Regions from separate parts of the Mus musculus genome. Here region 1 is linked to region 2. Evidence: chromatin contacts called from public promoter capture Hi-C data. All regions are on one chromosome and are shown on one strand. Each heading gives the region's core, a stretch centred on a gene start, on an enhancer-like site or on the middle of the called end of the contact. The rest is flanking DNA. Distances are from core to core; before and after follow the strand shown.

Evidence for each region. Promoter capture Hi-C pulls out the DNA fragments that hold promoters and counts their contacts.
Region 1: a contact with region 2 is called in a promoter capture Hi-C map of stem cell-derived epiblast-like cells, with 3 times the contacts expected there. The contact joins the promoter of Clmn here to the promoter of Cox8c in region 2. A contact is called at or near these places in 2 of 39 promoter capture datasets (pre-B cells and stem cell-derived epiblast-like cells).

Annotation. Positions count from the first base shown.
Region 1 is chr12:104,861,073-104,868,044 of GRCm38.p6, reverse strand. Clmn (calmin) reads left to right here and starts at 2,969. Exons shown (of 14, transcript NM_053155.2): 1 at 2,969-3,175. The coding sequence starts at 3,094.
Region 2 is chr12:102,897,011-102,904,653 of GRCm38.p6, reverse strand. It overlaps Cox8c (cytochrome c oxidase subunit 8C), which reads right to left and starts at 5,348. Exons shown (of 2, transcript NM_001039049.1): 1 at 5,163-5,348; 2 at 4,120-4,409. The coding sequence starts at 5,288. The coding sequence ends at 4,317.

The DNA of each region.
Region 1 (6,972 bases), core at 1,720-4,219, 2.0 Mb before region 2:
CAATCCTCTGCTTTCCAAGCTTACAATAAGGGCCATTCATGTGTGTGGTACTTGAGACCTTCCTCTGTGCCAGGCACCGTGCTTCAGGGTCAAGTGGAGAAAATGGCTAAGACTCGGCTGTGTTCTTTAGGACCTCATGGGTGATTGAGGAAAAGCCATTAAGGAAATGTTATGCTCATGCTGTGTAGACATGGGCCAGCAGGGTTTAGGAGGGTATACCAAATAGCGCCAGGTTGGCACCAGTCAGTCACCCAGCAGGCCAGGGTGATGGAGAAGGTGCTCTTGAGGTGAGTGGGATTCAGGAGGCATAAGCTGAGAAAGGGAGGAGCCGGGGATTGTGTCACAGGGGACGAGTTAGGTAAAGGCCTGGAGGTGACATGTTTATCGGTCCATGTTCTGTTTCTGTGACTAACAAATGGGAGTTTTGTTCCATTTTGAAAGGGCTTAAAGTGCATGTGGCATAGCCACGGTCACGATGAGGCTCCTGGCAATCTCTCACTGCAGTGGTGACATCATGGTGGGATTGAGTGACAGGGAGAGACTGCCCACAAACCAGGAAGCAAGGGAGCTGGAGGGATCACCCTTGGTGGTGCTGGGTTTGGAATCTAGGACCTTGTGCATAGCAGGTAAGTGCTACTACAACCCTCTGATACCCCAGCTTACTTGTTCTGTGGTAACTTGGTCTTGTGACAACAGCTGGGGTCCCACGACAACAACTTTAATTCCTTCTGAGACCTAAGACCCCTCAGGAGGCCACACCTCTTAGGGTCTCATAGCCTCTTGAAATCACCATGCTGGCTGGGCAGGCTTCCAAACATGAATCCAAGAGGGACAGAGCGCACCAGACCACAAGCCCTGGTGATAGCCAGGACCTGCAGCAACTTGTAGCGATAGATCGAAGTGGAGTACTATAATTGACAGGTGAGGGTATAAGCCCAAGGACCAATGAGAGAGACCAGGTGTGCTCCCAACGCCCTTAGAGGTCCTGTAGGAGATCCTATTCATTCAGTGACAATCCAGGTGCTGTTAGGGCTCAGCTTCACAGTGAGTTCTGGCTCCCAGGCCATTTGGAAAACCACCTAAAATTCCTTCCATTTTGATTCAAAGAAACATCAGGTTTACAGTTGGTGTTTAATCAGCAGTGACTCAGGCCTCCTTCCCCGTCATTCCCAAGAATAGGCATCACAGATAGCCCGTCCTTTCTGATCATTTTTCAACCACATACTGTTTTGAGTCAAGTTCTCTATTGGCCATCTCACAATGGAGACAACGAAGCTGACTTTCTTAGCACTTGGCTTTGTGAAGGAAATGATTTTCAACCCACAGCAAAGATAGAAATCGAATTCAAGTGGGATGCCTTGTGGAGGAGAGGTGAGACCATGCATGTTAACTGGACCTGGCTCTATAGCGTAACCTTGAATCCAGGCAGGGACAGAGTGGTCTAGTGAGAGCCTCAGACACCCATGATCTGCACTGAGATCATGATCTACTCTGCTGGGTGGATGCCTGGTCCTGGGGGTTGGATTCTGGGGGGTTGGGGAGGTGGGCCTCTCCCTTCCTTTAGTCTCAGCTTCAGGGTCAGGCTTTATGGGACCCTTGCTGATGTTACCTCCACCCTGGCTCCTTGCCCTCAGCTGACAATGTCCCCCTTTCTGAAGATCACTTTGATCTGGGATTGTCATCTCAGCTGGTTATTGGGTTAAACACAAATGACTTAAGGGTCTTCTCATTGCCCCCCCCCCCCCCAGGGCCCGCTTCTCCCAGGAGACATGTCTGTGGCCTTCATCTTTGCTTGCTCATTGCTGGGCTTTCCACAGACATGGCAATGGTCAGCAGGCCTCGGTGAGTCTCCATACTCAGAGAGCTCTGCGCACTTTCTCCCTCTGGGCATTCATCCTACCAATGGCATACTTGGTTTTCTTGTAGGTAGGATCTGAACAGAGAGCAAGACACTGGGACTTGTGTACCCCTAAGTCATTCCTCACTTTAGACAAACTCCCAGATTTTCTGTTGGCTAACCGATAAAGGAGTTGGCTGCAAGTACACAGGCCCTGTGGAGCCCCAAACAAGATAAGCTCCAGAATTCTCAGGTTAAAAGACACAGGGGCCCAGAGTGGGAACCACAAAGGCCTGTTCTGTCTCAGGTATCCCAGGATGACCTTAAACTCATCCAGGTGGCTGTGAATGACCTTGAACTTCTCCTGCTGTCTCCATCTCCAGAGTGCTAGGACCACAGATTATGCAAAGACCCCGTTTATGTTGCGCATGGGATCAAACCCAAGGCTTCCTGCGTGCGAGGCAAGCAGGGAACCACCTGAGCCATTGCCCAGCCTGTCCTTGGGGTTTCGATAAAGCACCAGATTTCTTGTGGCCAAGACCCCAAAGGAACCCATTTCTGGGAGGAGAGCTGTTTCTCCCAACAGCTGGAGAGAACCGGAAGTGGCCTTTACTCTTAAACCAAGAAAGGATCCCCCCTCCCACTCCCGCTGCCCCCAACTCCTGCTCTATAGGAAACTCCATCTCCACATCACTTAGCCCATCACTCACTTTCCATGGTCCTGGGATCAGAGATGGACAGGGTTTAGCTGCCTTTAGCAGGGAGATGATCCAGGCATAGGAGGAGTTCCTACTGCGACTAGAAGGGACAGGATAGGGAAGGGGCAGACATCCTGGACCAGCGCTAGGGGCACCCTGGCTTGCGTCACCAGGCCCACCCCCTCAAGACATCACAATCTATGGGCTGCGACCCCCCTGTGCCTCATCATTGTGCGTTTGCGACCAAACAATCCAACCAACACCCACCCTGCGGGTGGGGGAGGAAAAAAAAGGAAAAAAAAAAAAAAAGGACTGTCCTGAGGCCGGCTCCTCCCGCCCCGCCCCGCCCTCTTCCCTCCCGCCCGGGGCCCCCGCCCCCGCCGGGCAGTGAGCGCGCGCCGGGCGCCCCGCTCCGCCGCCCGCGCCCGCCCGCCAGCCCGTCCGCCCGCGGCGGGGCCGGCCCTTCGCCCGCCCACCAGCCCCGCGCTAGCCGCCCACCTCTCGCTGCCCGCTGCCCGCCGCCCGCCGCCCGCCGCCCCGGCCCGCCGCGCGCGCTCCATGGCTGCTCAGGAGTGGGACTGGTTCCAGCGCGAGGAGCTCATCGGGCAGATCAGCGACATCCGTGTGCAAAACCTGCAAGGTACCGCGGCCCCGGCCTCCCCGGAGGGCCCGTATCCACCAAGCGTGGGCCCGGCTGGTTCCCCCCGTGCGCCCCGGAGCCGGTGTGGCTGGCCTGCGCCGGGTTTGCAGAGCTCAGGGGGTGGGGCGGTGCGTGGGCGTGTGTGTGCACGCGTGTGCGTGTGGGCACGCGCGTGTGTGCACCCCATTCCCAGCAGGGGACCATCACCCCCCTCCTACCGCCTCCGGTAGTTTAGAGAAGTTTGTACGTGGAGTCTTGGGGGGCGGTGGCCCGGGTCAGGGCCAGGAGAAAGTGCCACTGTGTGCTGTGTGCGCACAAGCCAGACTTAAAGCTCTTCCGAAGTAGCTATGGGGCTGGGGACCTGGAGTGGGGCACAGCGTCAGTCCCGAGAGGCTCTGGATGATGGGGGCACGCTGAGGACTCCAGTGAACTGAGTGAGGTTCAGAAGACCTTCTCTACCCAGCCCCACAGACTAGGGAGGGGCTGGAACTAAACCCCCTTGCCTGAGGCGGTTGACAAGATGAAAGAGAAACTCCTGGTGGCCCGTGTGTCAGACTTGGGCTCTGTGGTTCTGCCACCTATGACTATGAAGTATCTTCCAAAAGAAAGTATTGGGTGTGGAAACTTAGCAAACACACACACACACACACACACACACACACACACACAGAGAGAGAGAGAGAGAGAGAGAGAGAGAGAGAGAGAGAGAGAGAGAGCGCTCTTAAGGAAAAGAGACCCACCCCTCCCACTCGCAAAAGGCATTGCTCTCAAGCCCTGTGGGTGGAGTGTGTTTCGAGCCCCCTCTCTCCTATGGGAGCTTTGCAGAATTGGACATAAATCCACTTCCGGCCTCCTCACCCACCTGGCCCCATGCACAGGTGAGGCTGGGTTAAGCCACTTCCCCTACTGACTCGGGGCTGAAGAAGAGTCCAAGGTTGAATTCGCCAGGATCCAACTGGAAGGTCTGGACAGAGGTGGGGCAGGAGGATTGTGGGTGTCCCTTTTGCCAGCAGGGCAGGGAGCCCCTGCGGGGGGTGGGGGGGAAGAGTCTAGATTAAACATTACACCTGAGAGAATGTTTTCTGGGAGCTCACGTGGCCCTCTCCAACTGAGGTTTGGCAAGGACAGTGCAGGTCTGCAGAGGTGACCTGAAAAGGAGCCAGCGGGCGGCTCAGGGAGTGGGCACTGCACTGGCAGCTCTGGATTCTGCTACTGTACAGCTACTGTGATTTGTGTCAAAGGAGGAGGCTCAGAGCTGCAGTGATGGAGAGAGCTTGGGTTTGGTTTGGGGTGGGCAGCATACCATTGCTGAGATGGTATCTGGTTGGGGCTGTCAGATCTGGTGTGTCTCATGTACCTTAGGCAATCACTAGGCATTTTAATGAGCACATACTATCTGCCACAGACAATTATTCTTGTAGGATCAGGTCCCTTGGTAGAGCTCAATTATTGTAAAGGAACAGGCGGCGAAGTGAGGCAGAGAGATGGGACTACACAGCATGATTTGCGACAGTTCTTGAAGGGCTAGAGGGGTGTCTCAGCTCCTCGCTTTGAGGTGACCACACTTTCAGGCAAAATATCAGTTATAATTTGAACAGCAATGGATTCTGTTAGTAAGAGGCCAACTTCAAATCATGTATCTCAAATGTCATATGTATTACATATGTATTACATGTATGACATAGACTGATTTTAAGCGTAAGCTTAGCATGCTTTTAGTTGTGGGTACACCTCAGGTAATTGCTACCTACATAAAGATTCCCAGATCCCTCACCTTCCTTCCCAGTCAGTAACCTCACCCGCCCATCACCAAGGCAACCTTTATTCTGAGCCTGATCCTTATCCTCATCTTTGTTTTTAGTTCATGTAGGTTCAATTTGTCTCTGGACCCCGTTACAGTTGAATGGTGCAGTTCAACGTGTTCTCTTGATGTGGCCCTTTTTGATCAATTTGATGTTAGATTCATCCACACAGTCTTTACTATAGCTATAGTTCCTTTTAACTGCTGAGTACTATTCCACTGAATGGATATACCACCATTCTATTCTCTATTCATCTGAGGAAGGACCTTTGGGTTGTTCACAGCTTGGGCAAAGTCAGCTGTGTCTTGGGGGGGGGGTGAACATTAGTTCTGTGCAGTTGTTGAGTGGGACTTGTCTGATTTGCCTGGTGTGGCTGAGATAAAGCAAGAATGGAGTTCAGGCCAGGGATCTTGTCTTCTATTTCTCTGTTTCTCTGTCTGGACTAGGAAAAGAGATATTCTCTTTTTTGTTCCTGTGGTATTGAGAAGGTCTCAGCCAAAAGTTCAAGTCCGGAAAGCATTCTACATTATTCTCAGAGCATCTGCTGAGCCAGCTGGTGGATGTCAGAGGCCCAGATATTGTCTGGATGAGCAGTTGGGGGCTATACCGGGGCCCTGGCTTGCCTAAGTTTAGGTGGGCTGTGGGTAGGCGTGGCCAGCAGAGCCTGGCTCAGGGTTTGATTTATAAGCCTGTGACTGCTCCGGGTACAGGTGGCCACAGTGTCTTGGTGATCACACTTGGTGGAGGCAGTGGGACTTCAAGGGTCTGCAATCAGAGGGATGGAGGCTCCTGGTACAATTCGCAGGCAGCTCCTACTGTTGGTCTAACAAGGCTGATTGGAGTCTTCTGTTCCTGGCACGAGGTGGTTCTGGGGTCAGCAGTGAAGGCAGGCTGAGGTTAGGCCCTGCAGGCTGCCTTTCAGAGAGCAGCTTGGAGTTAGCTGGTCCTTCCTCCCCAAGTGTTCAGGTGTTTATTAGGAAGCACGTTGTCTCACAATGTCTGTACATTCCACCTCTGCCTCTGTCCCCCTGTCCTGTAGGGTTCTAGAATTCAGGCTGTGATTGTGATATGGAAAATCTTCCCCAGAGGAACACTGGGGTGGAGGGAGGCCAGATACGCTGCGTGAAAAACCCAGCCTCCCTCCGTGGGGGGGCGGGGGCATTCCTCCATTAACTGCCACACAGCAGATGAGGCTGTCAGACAGGAGCCCACGATGGCCATCGAGCAGTTTGTCACCAAGGTTCTGTGGTGCAGCATAGCATCCCTTGGCACAGACTCCCTGTGAAAACTTACAGGGTCCCTTGCAAGGGAGTGAGGGTGGCTCTGGCTGTTGACCTTTTCACAGAGGAGAAAATGACCCTTGGGAGGAAGTTCCAAGCATAGGCTCACTGACCCAGCGTGTCTGCAGAGCCATGGCAGGTGGTATAGAGGTTAGAGGTGGCCAGGCGCCTCCTCCCAGCTGACTGCTGAGTGTCCCGATGACAGTGTTGCTGGTCTCTCCTCTTTGCTCCAGAGTCCAGATGAGGAGTGACCCACTCTGGACAATGTCTCAGTTGCCAGGGTTTGAGTGGGTTCCTGCTCATTAGGAGCCTGGCAACTCTCTCCCAATCCCCGGGTTTTCTGTTTTGCGTGGTGATGTGGGGCAGGCACATTGAACCTTTTAGAACACCATTTCAGGCACCAGGACAATCAGGACTCAGTTCCCTGCTGCAGCTGTATGGTGGTCATCTCTGTTTTGGGGCTCTGTCCTCTTCTGCTACCTTAAGGACTTGATGTCATTGTTTCTAGCCTGATTTTTCTAGAACAGCTTGGCGTAGACTCACCTCTCAGAGGGGGCTCGGTGAGGTAGTTGGGACAGACACCAGGCTGTCGCAATCCTCCTCTGAGGGGTACTCAGCAGCATCATTGCCATTGTTGGAGTCCTGCTGACTGTGGTCTCTGACAGGCACTGCCACCTTTAGTCAGAACCGCCCCCAAGGTCATATGACTTGCAAG
Region 2 (7,643 bases), core at 4,099-6,598:
GAGCTAACACTTTTTTAAAAGGATGAGGCTGGGCATGGTGGCTAGAAAACTAAGGTTAGAATCCCTCAAAGCACTTGCTCAGCACAGACAAGTCCTTGTGTCTAACACAGAAACAGACCCTAACAAATAAATACTTTTAGAGCCCTTCAAAGGGAAGGCTTCCTGGAAGGTCTTCAAACTTAACTACACCTTTAGCCTGTGCCTTCAGCCTGCTGTACTACCCTGTATACACTTTTTGAATTTACCAGCTTCCATAACTACACACACTAAATCTTTTTTTTTAAGGTTTTATTTATTTTATGTATATGACAAGTACACTGTAGCTGTCTTCAGACACACCAGGAGAGGGCATCGAATCCTGTTACAGATGGTTGTGAGCCACCATGTGGTTGCTGGGAATTGAACTCAGGACCTCTGGCAGAGCAGTCAGTGCTCTTAACCTCTGAGCCATCTCTCCAGCCCACACACTAAATCTTTAAGCCAGTTTCTATGTACACACAAGTAATCAACCATATATACATGTGAACACAAGCTCTCTAATGGCTGTTTCTCTGGAAAAAAAAAAAAACACTAACAAAACCACCCAATTCTTTTTGGTTTTGGAGATGGGGAGGGGTCGTCTTAGGGTTTCTATTGCATAACTGAAGCATTTCCTCAACAGAGGCTCCTTCTTCTCTAATAACTCTAACCTGTGTCAACTTGACACAAAACCACACAACCCTTCCTTTTGGATTCATCCCCAAGATCTCACATAAAAAGCATTAGTAACTTTAAAAGTCCCACAGTCTTTACAAATTCAAACACATTAAAAGTTCAGCCCCTTTAAAGCAACCAATCATTTTTTAAAATCCAAAGTCTTTTAAAATTCAAAGTCTCTTCACTGTGGGCTATCCACAGTTAATCCAGTAAGATATTTTCTTACTTCAAGAGGGAAAAATCAGAGCATCGTCACAAATCATGATCTTCTGTACTCTTCCAAGAGGCTCAGGTCACTTCTCTAGCTCTGCCCTCTGTAGCACACAGCTTGTCTTTTAGGCTCTGGCCGGCTCCATTCCATGGTTCCTGCTGTTCTTTGTGGTCATCCCATGGTACTAGCATCTCCAAAATGCTGGCCTCTTCTGCTGCAACTAGGCTGTGTTTTCACCAATAGCCTCTCCTGGGCTCTCTTCCTGGTGCAAGCCTCAACCTCTTTGCATGACCCCTTGAGTTCTGGGTCTTCGGCTGCCACTGAGGCTGCACCTTCATGAACAGTCTCTCCCGACATCTCACAGTGCCAAGCCTCAGCTGCTCTCCATGATCCCTGCATGTCTTCAAAATCAATACCACCTGGTGACTCTTACACATTGTCAAGTCCAGCTGTAAGAGCAAGCTACAACCTTGGCTATCTCTGGAACACAGCTTCTTTGTGTTCTCAGAAAACTCTTCCCTGGTTTCATCTCAATGATGCTTGTCTTTTCTTAATCGCTGCTAATTTCTTAGCTCCAGCTAACCAGCATCAATTGTCCCAGTAATGTGAAGGTTTCACTTCAGTAGTTCTGATATCTTGTTAATCACAGCTGATTCTTCAGCTCCAGCTAACCAGAACCACAGAATCTTACATCAAAATAGCAAATGGCCCTGAAAGAGTCTTTCATTTTCCCTCTGAAATGTTACAAGCCAGGCCTCCATCTTCTACACTGTTCTCAACGTTCTTATCTTCCAAGCTCCTACAAAATATCCCACTGAGCTCTCAACACTCAATGGCTCTTCTAGCCCAAAGTTCCAAAGTCCTTCCACAGTCCTCCCCAAAACATGGTCAGGTTGTCACAGCGATATGTCACTACACTGACTGGTACCATCTTGTCTTAGGGTTTCTATAGCAATGAAACACCAAGACCAAAAAGCAAATTGGGGAAGAAAGGGTTTTTCAGCTTATACTTCCACATCAAAGGAAGTCAGGACAAGAACTCAAGCAGGGCAGGAGCTGATGCACAGGCCACGGAGGGATGCTGCTTACTGGTTTGCTTCCCATGGCTTACTCAACCTGCTGTTTGTTTGTTTGGTTGGTTGGTTGGTTTGTTTTGTTTTGGTTTTTCAAGACAGGGTTTCTCTGTATAGCTCTGGCTGTCCTGGAACTCACTTTGTAGACCAGGCTGGTCTTGAACTCAGAAATCCGCCTGCCTCTGCCTCCCAAGTGCTGGGATTAAAGGCATGCGCCACCACCACCTGGTATCAACCTTTCTTATAGAACCCAGGGCTACCAGGTCACCCACAATGGGCTGAGCCATTCTTCCCCTGGTGATAACTAATTGAGAAAATGCCTTACAGCTGGATCTCACGGATCCAGTGCTAGGACTACAGTTGTGTATCACCACACCTGGCATGCAGTATAAATTTTGAAACAGAAATATAACACTAAAGTAACAAAATGCAAAATTTCTAAGATCTTTAGGTCCATGAAGTACCAAGCCCTGTATTGCTCTTAGTATGTCACAGGAATAAGGGATGTGTGAAATGAATATTTGCAAACAAGAACTTGTATTTATTTACTTGCAGGCACTATGCTGAAAACTATTTTATCTTTGTTTACCAACTTAACTAATCTCCACACATTCCCTTCAAATGAGTAGTTCTAAGTCCCTATTACATAGGTAAGGAAATCGAGGCTTAGAGTTGAACAGTGCTGTTCAGTCACACCATAACTACACAGTAAACTGAAAATTCACAGGAAGGCTAGTGAGAGGCTCAGTGACCAACGGCACTGTTACCAAGCCTGGCAACCCATGTGTGACCCCCCAGGACTCACGTGGTGGATGAAGAAAACTGACCCCTAGAAGTTGTTCTCTGACTGCTACATCATGACACACAAATACATCACTTGTAAAATAAAAAAATACAAGGTATTTTTAGTTGGAATATGAAACGTCCCCCCTCGATAACCTCATGTTGATGGGCTTCCGTGAAGGGACTGAAGGCACCAATCTGTCAGTGGTTTAATCCCTTGATGGATTCGTAGTAAAGGAAATCACTGGGAGATGAAGTTGGGGCCTCGTTGGAGGAGGTACTGGCTGAGCGCCTTGAGGTTATGTTCTCCCAACTTTCAGCGGCACCCTTCTGTTTCCTGGCCACCATGACTGTGGAATGCTCTGCTCTGCCTTGCCACACTATCCCCAAAGCACGATGGATACCACTGGGCCAAAGTAAGTCTTTCCCTTTTTACCATGCTTCTGTCGGGATTTGGTTACAGCAATAATAAAAATGATGAATACGGCTGTGTATACATCTAATGTGCCAAACTTGAAAGATAATTAAGAATAACAAAATTAGAAATTAAGAGAGTGACTACATGAAGGTAGTAAACAAGCCTTGAAAAGATGAATCATTACAGAACTGAAATTCAGGGCTGGAGCACACAGAGAGGCCATGGGCTTCATTCCCAGAACACACGCACACACACACACACACACACACACACACACAATCTTCTCACAGCAAAAATGGGACCAGCAAAACATGAAAAACATAGCTAAATGTATAATACCCTTATCTTGGTTTGAAGAGATACTGTGACCATGGCGATTCTTATACAGGAAACATTTAACTGGGGCTGGCTTACAGTTCAGAGGTTCAGTCCATTGTCATCATGGCAGGAAGCATGGCAGGCGTGGTACTGGACAGGTAGCTGAGAGTTCTGCCTCTATTAGGCAGACAGCAAAGAAAGAGTGACAGAGCACTGGAAACCTCAAGGCCCACCCCCCAGTGACACACTTCCTCCAACAAGGTCACACCTCCTAATAGTACCGTTCCCTCTGAGGCTGTGGGGGCTCATTTCATTCAAACCGCCATGGCCTCAAAGCCTGTTTAATCTTTCACAGTTGAGGTTATTAGATTCACGTACTCAACATCCACAAAACTTTTGATGCAACCTTTCATAACAATCCTCATTGATTTTTTTCTCACTGTAATTTTTATAAATTTTCTCACTGTAATTTTAATAAATTTTTGTCAGCTTTAATAATATTCAGAAGACAATTGCCGGGGTTGTGGCTCAGTGGTAGAGTGTCTCCCACGCACGAGCACTTGGGTTGGCTACCTAGCATTTCAAGCCAAAACAAAATAAGTAAAAAAGAAAGCAATACTAAGCACAAACAAGTGTTTCCATTTTATTTAACACTTAAGCAGATTATGTTCGTCGTCCATATGATGCACAGTCCAAAAACAAACCGAAGTGTAGAACATCACAGACAGTTATAGGACTAACTCGTCAGAGGAGGTTCAAACAGGCACTTTTTCCCATTTAAAGGAGCCATGCCGTGCTGCTCCTGGACATCCTGTATCTACTCTCCTTTGAAATACTTCAGACTGCTTAGCACATATGCAGCTGGGATGTAAAAGGTCGTAAAAAACACGACAATCCCAACAGCTGATTCCTGGAAAAGAAGAAAAGGAATATTAATGAGTATGGCCCACTGCCTAGTAAAACGGCTTATGGGCAGAGGCGTGGAGGTTGGCAGCAGAACACCGACTTTGTGGGCTTTTATGCACAAAACTCTGGGTGTTTCCCCTTCCTTATACACCCAGCTAAAGATCTTTCTCAGAGGTCGGAGAAATGGCTCATCTGCTAAAACTTTATACCACTCTTGCAGAGAACCTAAATTTGGTTGCCAGAATCCACATCAGGCAGGACATAGTCAACTCTAGCTCCAGATCCAACACCTCTGGCCTCTTCAGATACCTGCACTTTAGTGCACACATCCACAAAAGTATGCTGTGAAATTTGTCATATGACCAAAAAAAAAAAAAAAAGTCTTGGGTCCTGCAACGTGTTCCATTTGTATTCAACTGAATTTTCAAAAACTCATTTTTTTTCAATAGTTGCCGGTTTCTGACCTCTGGATTCTGGAAGCTCAACTATGTCTAGCGTCTCTCCACCAGTTTTTAGAGAAAATGCTATGTCTTGGCCACCAGGCAGGTAGATTACCCTGGAGTGAACCGAGGACCCTGTGCCTCCATAATGGAGAGCCAGGTCCTACTTGGGACTCTCATCCTCGCCCTGAACCGCCATCCAAAGTGACCCCACAACTGAAGCTGCCAACACACACAACCACACACACAACCACACACACACACCACACACTCCCCCCTCCACACCCATTTGGACCGTTAAGTGGGTTCTACCTCACCGTGGGCGACAGGATTTTTTTTTGTGGGCTTTCTGAGTGGCTGAGGCGGCCTGGGTGGCCAGGCTTCGAGAACAGGACTGCACGGTGGCGGAGGAGCGAAGAGCAGAGTAGCAGCAGGCGAGACATCGCAGGTCAGAAAAGGGCCACTGAGACAGAGCAAACCGGAGACCACCAGTGTCGGAGTCAAAGGCCGTTGGTAAAGTGTGCGCGAGGAAAGGGCGGGCAGCTGGTTTGAGCATGCGCACCATCCACTCAAGCCCTTTGCATGGAATTTGAGCTCTTACCCGACCCTGCTTCTCCGCTGTATGTGTTTTGGCCCTGCCACTCTCTACCTTCTTCCCACCTATGTCCTCACAAGTCCAGCTTCCTGCCCTCTCCCAAACTCTTTGCCAAACCTATTCAGTCCCAAAGCCACACTCAGGATTTTCTGATTTTCTTCTCCTAACACAAGGTGAGGGACCATTGGCTGCCAACATCTATAGCTATTGCTCAGTATTCCGTTGCTTTTAGTCAATAGCAGATATCATACCATTTTTACACTGCTCTAGAATATAAATTAAAATTTCCATAGATCGTGTTCCTGGTATTTTTTTTTTAACTTCCTTTTCTATTAGTTTTTGTGATCCTGACGCTTTAACTCCGGGCTCCATGCATACTACATCAGTAAATGAACTAAAACCATTATAGCTCATCCTTTCACAAACCAGAGCAAAGTAAATGTGCGTCTATTTTAGCCTTGCTTTACTTGCTGATAACTCTTCTTCCCTACCTGTAAACTAATTCTTAACAATGAAAACAAACGAACAGAGAAAAGCCATGCATGGTGGACCACATCTGTAATTCCAGCATTAGTTTGGAAGCAGGGGGTTGGGAGGTCAAGGCCCTGCATGCTAGGCTAAGGTTAGAGCAGGAGGCCAGCCTGAGCTGTGTGAGAAAGAAAGGAGGGGGTGAGAAGGGATGAGGGAGGGAAGGCAACAAAGGAACTAAAAGAGAAAAGAGAGACAAGACTAAGATCAGGTTTTTAACCTGAGGAGTGATAGTGCACGCCTTCAATCCCAAGGCAGAGGCAGGTAGATCAATGAGTTAGAGGCTAGCCTGATCTACAGAGCAAGTTCCAGGACACAGAGAAACCCTGTCTCAAAAAAAAAACATTAAAAAGAAAGAAAGAAAGAAAGAAAGAAAGAAAGAAAGAAAGAAAGAAAGAAGGAAGGAAGGAAGGAAGGGAGGGAGAGAGAGAGAGAGAGAGAGAGAGAGAGAGAGAGAAAGAAAGAAAGAAAGAAATTTTATAGGATGATGATGATGTTAAAAAGATTCACGGTACAGAGAATCTGGGCCCAGAAGAGAAGATGAGAAATCACCAACAACTAAATTTGTATTCATCAATAGAAAAATAGAATAGATTATTATAAGTTTTGAAATTTAATATCATAAATATTTCTTTTGCAAGCCTATTGTATAAATAACCTTTGAGATAATAAGTGCCTTGTTTGGGGAGTAGAAAGTGTATTGTGCTGCTCTATACATTTTTTTTAGGAGTGGGTTGAAACTGTAAGGCACATGGATATACTAAAATCATATCAGGGGCTAGAGAGATGGCTCAGCAGTTAAGAGCACTCACTGCTCTTCCAGAGGTCCAGAGTTCAAATCCCAACAACCACATGGTGGCTCACAACCACCTGTACACAGATCTGATGCCCTCTTCTGGTATGTCTGAAGACAGTAACAGTGTACTCACATACATTAAATAAATAAATAAATAATAAGTAAATAATAAATAAATAAATAAATAAATAAATAAATAAATAAATAAATATCAGGAAAACCAGGCCAAATGACGTACTGGACTCAGCAGGGCAATGACGGGCTGTTAGTCCCTCATCTAGACCTCATAAAGAGGTCAACAACTTGTACTGAGAGAGTGATAGCTCTCCCAACCTGTCATGTGACCACCAGTATGTGGCAAGGAAGGGACAAGAAGAGACATCAACTGGACTTGGTTTCCACTGTTGATAAGGCCTACTTAAATTGCCCTCTATCATTCCTCCAAGGTTCCCTTCAGCCATTCGTTTATCTGGATCTGATTCTGCCCTTTCATCTCTGTAGCTGAACCCAACTCTATAGCTCACGTTGACCCTTCAGCCACAACAGCTTCTCCAGGTTGGTTTGGTTAGGTACACCTTCCAACCCCTTCCCATGTGCATGTTCATGTGAGCACTCGTGCACACACATACACACACACACACACACATGTAAGTGTGGGGGAATTCTTGCATTTCTGTCAGTGAAAACTCTTGAACTATTAACCCTTTGTAGTCGTTCTGTAATGTAGATACATACATACATACATACATACATTCATACATACATACATACATACATACATTCATACATACATAGATACACAGGTGATGACTTGATGACTTACTGTATGGTATGTAACGTGTGATATGAGAGTTAATATTAATAATTGAGGTTGGGATA